Regions from separate parts of the Arabidopsis thaliana genome. Here region 1 is linked to region 2. The links are chromatin contacts, called in public ChIA-PET maps. All regions are on one chromosome and are shown on one strand. The core of a region is the stretch at or near the end of the contact, and the rest is flanking DNA. Distances in the headings are between cores, read along the strand shown. Region 1 holds the start of AT2G06000 (Pentatricopeptide repeat (PPR) superfamily protein). Region 2 holds the start of RIPK (Protein kinase superfamily protein).

What was found. ChIA-PET counts read pairs in DNA pulled down with a chosen protein or histone mark.
Region 1: an H3K4me3 ChIA-PET map of shoot shows a contact between it and region 2, with 12 read pairs. The contact joins the promoter of AT2G06000 here to the promoter of RIPK in region 2. A contact is called at or near these places in 2 of 26 Hi-C or Micro-C datasets (root and shoot) and 1 of 2 datasets of contacts at active chromatin or transcription factors (shoot).

Annotation. Positions count from the first base shown.
Region 1 is chr2:2,328,211-2,332,439 of TAIR10.1, forward strand. It overlaps AT2G06000 (Pentatricopeptide repeat (PPR) superfamily protein), which reads right to left and starts at 1,663. Exons shown (of 2, transcript NM_201700.3): 1 at 1-1,663. The coding sequence starts at 1,400. It overlaps FIP1 (FRIGIDA interacting protein 1), which reads left to right and starts at 4,107. Exons shown (of 14, transcript NM_001335289.1): 1 at 4,107-4,229. It also overlaps AT2G06002.
Region 2 is chr2:2,286,338-2,290,932 of TAIR10.1, forward strand. It overlaps RIPK (Protein kinase superfamily protein), which reads right to left and starts at 3,299. Exons shown (of 4, transcript NM_126607.3): 1 at 2,526-3,299; 2 at 2,313-2,448; 3 at 2,072-2,208; 4 at 901-1,884. The coding sequence starts at 2,933. The coding sequence ends at 1,177.

The DNA.
Region 1 (4,229 bases), core at 413-2,912, 40 kb after region 2:
CTTCCTTTCATGCAATGCCCGATTATAAGAATCGTAAATGTGATCTTATCTGGTTTGCATTTCTTCTTCTCCATCTCTTCCACAATAACATTTGCCTCATTGACCTTTCCAGCTTTACAAAACCCATCAATGACAGGGTTGTACATAAATGGTTGTGGAATAATGTCCTTACTAGCTAACTGCCCCAGAAGTTCACGAGCCTTGAGCAGCCTATTCTCGTTACAGAGCGCATTGATAAGAATAGAATAGGTAAATGCATTAGGAAACATTCCTCTGGCATTCATTTCTTCCCAAAGCCTAAAACCTTGGCTCACTTGTCCTACTCTACAATATCCATCAATTAAGGAAGTAAACGTCACTACATCCGGGAAACAGCCAAAAGAAATCATTTTCCCACGAATTTCTTCAGCAGTAAGCATCTCACCAGCTTTCGCATAACCATCAACGAGGACATTAAAAGTCACATTAGTTGGATATATCCCCAAACGAAGCATATCATCTAACAAACTCGACGCTTCACGCATCTTCCCAGCTTTGCAGTACCCTGAGATCATCGAAGTATATGTAACAACATCAGGAGAGCAAACACTACCCGACTTAACATCTTTAAACATCTCACTCGCTTTGTTCAACTCATTACTCTTGCAAAACCCCTGAATAAGAGTATTATACGTAACAATGTCAGGCTCACAACCAAAACCACTCATCACACCCAAAAGCTCTAACGCTTTCTCCGCTTTCCCTACGCCGCACAAACCTCGAATCAAAATGTTAAACGTCTTTGTATCATTACAAGACTGAAATCTCAAATGTTCATCAAAAAGCTTCATCGCATCTTCCACACGATCCAACTTCACCAAAGTATTCAACAAACTATTCACCACCATACAACATCCTTCAACCTCAAAAGACTGAAGAAGCAACGCAGTAGCGAAATGGAGCTTACCTTTCTCAGCAAACGAAGACACTAAGAACCCTAATAACCGATTATTCGGAGAAACCCCATCGCTCTTCATACACTCAAACATCTGACCGGCTAAATCGTGCAAACCGGCTTTACAAAGAGATCTCGTTAGCAAATTATAAGTCCAAAACGAATGACGAATGTTCAATTTGAATCTACTAAACTCCCAAAATCGAAACCCTATGTGAGGATTGTTATCCAATTTCTTCACAACCTCAAAGGAGATAAACGGATTTAGATTCTTGCTTAAGTAACAGAAACAGAGATCTGAATCTGGAACTCTGTACACGAACAAAGTAGATACGATTTTGACTAACCAAGCTTCAGGACAATGGATTACTTCTCGTGTGTTGTTCTGTAGAGGACGAGCTTGAGCTCCTCCATGAGAATGCGTGTGGAAATGAGCGATGGCGGTCGCGAATGTTGTTCGAATCATACCGGCGTGAGAATATCGGCGGCGGAGATTGAGCTTAAGCTAGGGCTTGTTTTGGTCAATCTCATCTGTATTTTTTTTTTTCAGATGAGAGTGTGTGAAACTGAAACGTTTACCAAGGAAGGAACAATAGAACCTTCTAGAGGAGCTAGAGGCTTTTAATAGTTAAACCCGCTAAATGATTAAGAGTCTTTGTACCATTTCACGATTTCAGAGTCTATACAAGACAACTGTTTTCAGTCATATGTTTGGGCTCAAGGTCTCTGTTTTGATTCACAGAGTGAAGTAACTCTTTAAAAGCGGACTAGGTGTCCGTCAAGACGCTAGGCGCTCCTGTACCGTTTTATTTTTTAAAAAATCGGATCCATTAAGCGGTGAAGTAGATTTGGCGGACAATGCAGACATAAAACGGATTAGACGGTATTTAGGCGCGTTTAGGCGGGATAGATGAGATAAGCGAATCTAAATGTATCTTATTATTTTTGAAATTTTTTAAAATATAATTAAAATTGTGTTTAAAAACAACTATACTTTTTATTATTTTATTTTATTTTACTAAAATGTTAAACTTAAATTGTTTTTCAAAAAAATTGATAATTTTCACATTTTTCTAATATTTTTTGCTATAGATTATGTAATAGTATCTTATTATATAAAATACGGTTTTGAAAATTATAGTAACTCACGAGATCATGACACATGTCAATTTTAACAACCTTAGATTTTGGCGCATGGAAAACAAAATTTTCATTGAAAAAATTTGAAAATAGAAAAAGATAATTGTAAGAAATTATGTTTGAAGATAATTATAAAAAACAGTTTAAGGGGTTGCGTAGACAACCGTTTCGACCACCTAAAATTATGTAAGTTTTATTTCATTGTATTTTTTCCATTTATAACTATATAAATTTAAATTATAAGTCTTAACACAATATATATTTTGATATAAATTAAACAAATGTTTTTTTGCAAATTAATGTTTATGATTTGATATTTTCTTTACTTCTCTCTCTTCTCTCTCTAAAATTATTCAAAGAGAGTTTTCCTTCTTTTATCTCGCCGTCCGGTAGGTTTGCTGGTTTTAGTATCCGGATAAGGTCCGGTTGTGCCGTTAGTCTAGCCGTCCGAGGAATTCGGCTTTCGTTACGGTGTTCCATTACCGTATTTATTTTATCCGGATTTAATTTCCATTAGAATCCGACTTTGGTTCAGGTGTATATGGCTTACTTTGGTGCCGTATTTATGTTTTCTTTCAATAATCATTGTTCTTAGTACCGATATCTTTTTGGGATTTCCTTCTCCTCCCGCTTCTCAAGGTTACTTGGTTTTGAAGGGCTGAATTTTGTTTTCAAGTCTAATCTCTGTTTTTTTTTGTTTTAATCAACTAGTAGAGTCTGTTTCAACCCAAATCGGTGTTCTCAATCCTTTGATTTGAAATCTCAATTAGGCATATCTGGAAAGAATTTTATATCAATAGAGATTTTGATTTCTCTTTGTAAAGATCGTTGTTGTTCTTGAAGAATTTAGATTAAACTACAACTTGTGAAAGTTTTCATTTCTAGGTTCTTCTTAGGATTCGATCATTGGTTAGTTTGTTATATCTGAAGTGGAGCACCATTTATAGTAGAGATTTTGTAGAGCAAAATGGCAGATTCACAGGAGTGATGAAGCTGTCATGGAGGATCGATGGTTTACTTGAAACGACGGTGGTACTGTTGAGATACCGATAACACAAACTTTGGCGTAAGAGATAAGGATCACATATCCACGTGTCCTTGCTGCTAATGAGATGATGTATTTGTGCTGAGTTTGTTTTTAGTATCACGTGTAATAGTGGTTGGATTATATCAATAAAGAAAAATACTTTTATCGGAAAAAAAAAAGATTTGATACTTTTATTTTGCTATAAATAATTTTATTTATTTATAATATCATATTTATAATATTTATATTATTACATCGATAGTTTAAAGTCTACCAAGCAGACCTCTCTCTCTTCTCACCTTTACGTGGTTTAAGAGATGATTTCACTTAGAGTCGTGGTGTAATTCATCTCGTTGTGGTTAGAAAATACAGTGAATTTCGGTTGGGTAGCGTTGAATCCATTTTAGTGTTTCAAGGTGATAGTAGACTGATTCATTGTATTTGGTTAAAATATGTTGTGGTCGAATGACTTGTACTTGTGAATTGGTTAATGAAAAGTTGATGTTAAGCAAAAAATAGAAAAAGTATTTGTTTTAGCTAACTCTATAATAAGTCTAAAATCTTTTGTTGTTGAAGAATAAAAAAAATACTATTTATGAGAAAGAAGAAAAAAAAGGTTTAAAGCCTACCGCTTAGGAGTGGGCATTCGGGTAAGTTGGTCGAGTTCGGGTAAAACCCGATCTGGTACGAATCTTTTGGGCAGAGAAGTTTAGGATCAAAAGGTAAATCTAAAATATCGGTTTGGTTTTGGTTTAGATCTAATTGAATTCGGATCGGTTTGGTATAAATTTTTAGACTTTTTTTGGAACATATACTCAAATTTTCGGGTAATTACCCAGATTTTTCGGATAAATATCTGGATTTTCGGGTAAAATATCAGATTTCTAGTGAAATTTAGATTTTTCAAATAAAATATTCAGGTATTTTTGAGTTCGGATTCGAGTCGGATTCGGACTCGATTTCGGGTAAAGGAATTTAGGATCCAATAGGAAAAATCTTCGGTTTGGATACAGTTTTGGGTCCAACTTTCGGGTCGGTTCCGATTCGGATAATCGATTCGGGTGTTTTTTGCCCAGCCTTACTACCGCTTTCTTGAACACCGGAGTTTTTGCATAATAATTAATTAAC
Region 2 (4,595 bases), core at 2,049-4,548:
CAACTAGATGCAATTCCCAAAAGTCTTAAATTAACCCTAATCATCTATGATAGTATATATATACGTAATCAACACTCCTAGCAAATTAGTATATGCATGCTAAATTGTGAAAACTAAAGTGATTGGAAAGTGTCGATATAAATTAATGTGATTATCTTATCTTTTTGTCGTGAAACTGCAATATCCATGCCACTTTGTTTGATCCTTGATGTTTTAGGGTTTTCACGTTGATCAGTCGCGATCATAAATATTTCAAATATAATGCAAACTTGTAGAATAATTAATATCCACCAAAGAAATGTCCATATATTTTAGACGTGATTTACATATACTTTATGAGACTGATCCACTATGTTGTGAGAAGACAAAACTTTGAATTGAATCATATATCCACATTTAATTTCATTTTATTATAACGTACTTATATGTCCACATTTATATATAAATTATGAAAATGAAAGAGGCTATTTATATATGCAATTGATGTTGTTATCAAGCACATCATATAGTCTTACTAGCCTAAAAGAAATTTATTCAAATTATTAAAAACGCATATATAATTGGTCCATTATCATACATTTTATTAAAAATGTATATATAATTTTTTTTTGATAATTAGGAGGGTCGGGATCGAGGCCCTTAATCTCCCAGAGTCCGGGAAAGACCAAGTGAAAGCCCCTGACCAAATGAAAATAACTAGCAATTTTGCGGTTGAAAGAAATCGATTTCTGACCTGAACCAATAAGGTAATTCCTCCTCAAGTAGAAACCACTAGACTAACACTACTTGATTTTGAAAAAACGCATATATAATTGGTCCATTATCATAAATCATAAAAGAAAATAATATCAAAAACTTATTAATTAGCATTTTCCATTTAGGATGCGAAGGACAAAAGCTAACGGTGAATAACGCGTCTTTCGTTAGACGACGAAATGTTCATAAACAAAAGAATATCATATTGGACCGCTCTTCTTGTTCTTGCTTTTGATTTGATCAAACAAAACAAAACAAAACAAAACAAAAAGACTTACAAAAAAACAAAGTAAGCTCAATTTTTCACAAAAAAAAATATAATTATATATTCTTACATTACGAAAAGACAAACGTATGAATTATTTACATTAGATTAAAGGAAAAAAAATGAATTTTAAGAGTTGGTGTGACTAGAAAAACTTAGTACCGTTCCCCACCTGCCTCACTTCTCAACGGCGAATTCACTCCATTTCTCAACGTTCTCCGGTGATTTTCCGTTGAATTCCTCGGCGACTTGGCCGTGGGAGATGGAGACTTGGTTGTCGGAGATGGAGACGACCGGGGATGATTACTTTGTTGTTGTTGATGATGATGATGATGACTACTCTTACGTGGCTTATTACCAACACGACCATCATCTTCTTTATTGTCCGGAGTGTTTGGCACCGTGTAAGTGAAAGTCCCCATAGGAATATCATTATAGTCTTTAAGATCATTGAGTATAGAGACGACGGCACTCATACATGGCCGGTTCTTGGGTCGATGGCTTAAGCATTGGTAAGCCAATGTTGCTGCTTTTCTTGCTCCTGTCTCTGAGTACTGACCTTCAAGTCTCGGGTCCATGATTCGAGATAGTTTACGTGGGTCATTGAGCATTGGACGAGCCCAGTCCACAAGGTTTTGTTCCCTCGATGATCTCTTTTTGTCTACTGATCTCCGTCCGGTCAAAAGCTCTAGCAACACAACTCCAAAGCTGTATACGTCACTTCTTGCTGTTAAATGACCGGTCATGATGTATTCAGGAGCTGCGTAGCCTTGTGTGCCCATCACTCGAGTTGACACATGAGTGTCGTCTCCTTCTGGTCCGTCTTTGGCTAACCCGAAGTCAGAGAGTTTCGCCGTGTAATCCTGAAAACAAGATTTGGTATAGGAGCTTCTTTAGAACTTTAGGAATTATAAATTGGAAAATAAGGGCTGATTGGTAACGACTGTTAATTTCGGTTGTAAACGCTTTTGCTGTAAGAAATTTGACTGTAAAAACTTTGACTGTAGAGACTTTAAGAGTAAAAATCGGGTTGGATTTTTTGTTACTTACGGAATCTAACAAGATATTGGAGGCTTTGAAATCCCGATAGATAACAGGATTTTCAGCTTCGTGTAGAAATTGAAGTCCTGTTGCAGCTCCATGAGCGATCTTCATTCTTGTTGACCATGGAAGCGAGGCAGAGTATCCTGAAAGATTAATCCAAAGTCGCTTAGAAACACTTGTCATAAGATTAGTTCCAAAAATATATTTATCTGAATAAGAAAACATAGAGAAAGAGAATGAGCCTTACTTCTGAAAAGTTGATTCTCTAAGCTTCCACGAGGCATGAACTCATAAACAAGAGTTCTATGTTCTTCCTCACAACAATAACCAATCAATTTCACCAAATTTTTGTGCTTCAATTGTCCCAAAAACATAACTTCCGTCTGAAAAGAAGATTAAATCCAATATAAGAAAAAAGACCAATTAAAAAAAAAGGAATATTTTTAGAAAAGATACTAACCAGCCATTCACGGTGACCTTGAAGACCTTCAAGATCAAGCAATTTAACAGCAACAGGCTGAGCTTTAAGACCAGGACGTAGCTTATCATCAATGAAACCCTTATGAACAGGACCAAACCCACCTTCACCTAGAAAATTGGTCGATGAAAAGCTTTGTGTAATGACTTTAAGCTCCGCTAGGGTAAACACATGAAGATCTGATCCGGCCAAAGAAATCGATAGATCTTCTGACAAAGTGTTGGAACTTGGATTGCTCATATCAAGTATCGATAGTCTTTGAAAAGAGCTCTGTTTCTTGATGACGTCATTTTTTCTTTTAGGTTTCTTTGAAGATGCCATTAGGGTTTCTGGATCTCCTAAACATCCAACGATTAGTGATCTCCATGAAACTTTCTTCTTCACCGCCATTGTTGTTGATTTTGTGTTTCTTTTCTTCTTCTTGTTTGGTTTGCAATGAGAGATGGAATGGTTTTTAAAGAAAATGAGAAGAAGACTTTATAATATAAAGTTTTATGTTATAAATATAATAACTCGGTTTTTAATGGTCACGAGGAGAGATAGAAGAAGAAGAAGACTTTATAGATTACTAATTTCAATTCAAATTCACCTACTACTACTACTATTGCTACTCCTTTAACACAAAGAAAAACTCATTCTATTGGGGTGGCTTTATATTGACATTGAAATAAATCACCCTAATTTTATAACACATGCTTATTTTATTCTTTGTTGATAGTAGTTTCTAAGAAAATTATTAACGAGTTGATTTTTTAGTCAGTGGTGGGGTGCTTCCAAAATTGTAGACGATGACAGCTTTTGCCCTCTTTCTCTAACGTGTTATCTTTTTACGTCAATGGACCATAAACATGTGATTCTGATGCAATGACGCCAAAAAGAAGTTTCTGATAAAATAATAATTTTGTTTAGTATTTTCTTCGAATTTGAGAGTTTGAGTATGAATTTAAAAGAAACAATAATAAAGCTATTTTGTATGTGTGCTTCTATTTTGTTTTCATCATTTTTAGTAGTTACAAGCTGGATAGGGTGGTGGTTTGTACCAGTCAAAATTGACTACTAGTTTTGGTAATAATCACACGATTTCAGTAAAAAAATAATAACATATTTTCATTTACGAAATTAAATATACAGCTTAAATTCTGTTAACTATTTGATGGAATCAAATTAAATAACCATCACATATTAATTCCCATGGAATATCCTTTAAGTTTTAAGCTTTACTAGGTGAGTGTCCGCGCTACCCGCCGGATTTTGTTATTTTTTTTTTTTTTTTAATATATTTAAAAATTATTATTCTTTTCTACAAATATTATTTTATAGGAGAGTTTGTATTATGAAGGATGAAAACTATATATTTCTTATTAAGCACTGTATATTGTTTGTTAATTTTTACTCATAGGTAAAAGTTTTGAGTGTGTTGATGAAACCGCATAATCCCGTGCTTTCATATATATGATTTAAAAGATGTATTCGTTAAATATACAGCATACATAAAACCTCTATAAATTAATACTCGATAAACTAATAATTGTATAAATTTTTTAATATATTATAAATGAAAATTTTGGTGAAATACGACTCTGCTATATATTTTTAGTTTACATTATTTCTAAAGTTCATTTTTAATATTTTTACTATATTCAAAATCTTTTTTGTTGTTTTCTATACATAATATTTTTTTATTAGTTGTAATTAGTTCTAAAAAAATAATAATTATACATAAGTATTTTTTTAAAACATAAAGTATTTAAAATTACAAAATTAGCCTAAAATATCTATAATTAATTTATTGATAAATTAATACATCGATAAATTAATAAAATTTCACGGTTCCAATATTATTAGTTTATCGAGGGTTTACTGTATCTCGATTCTAAAAAGGATAGATGGATAGTAATTGAAAATTATTGTTTCCTATCAAACTGTTATTAAAATTACATATTGTCTATGAAATTCTTCTTGTTTTAAACTATTTCCAATTTTACCAAAGGAACAATGGTCTAGTGATAGTATCTTTTGGATTACATATACTATCTACGAAATTATTCACTT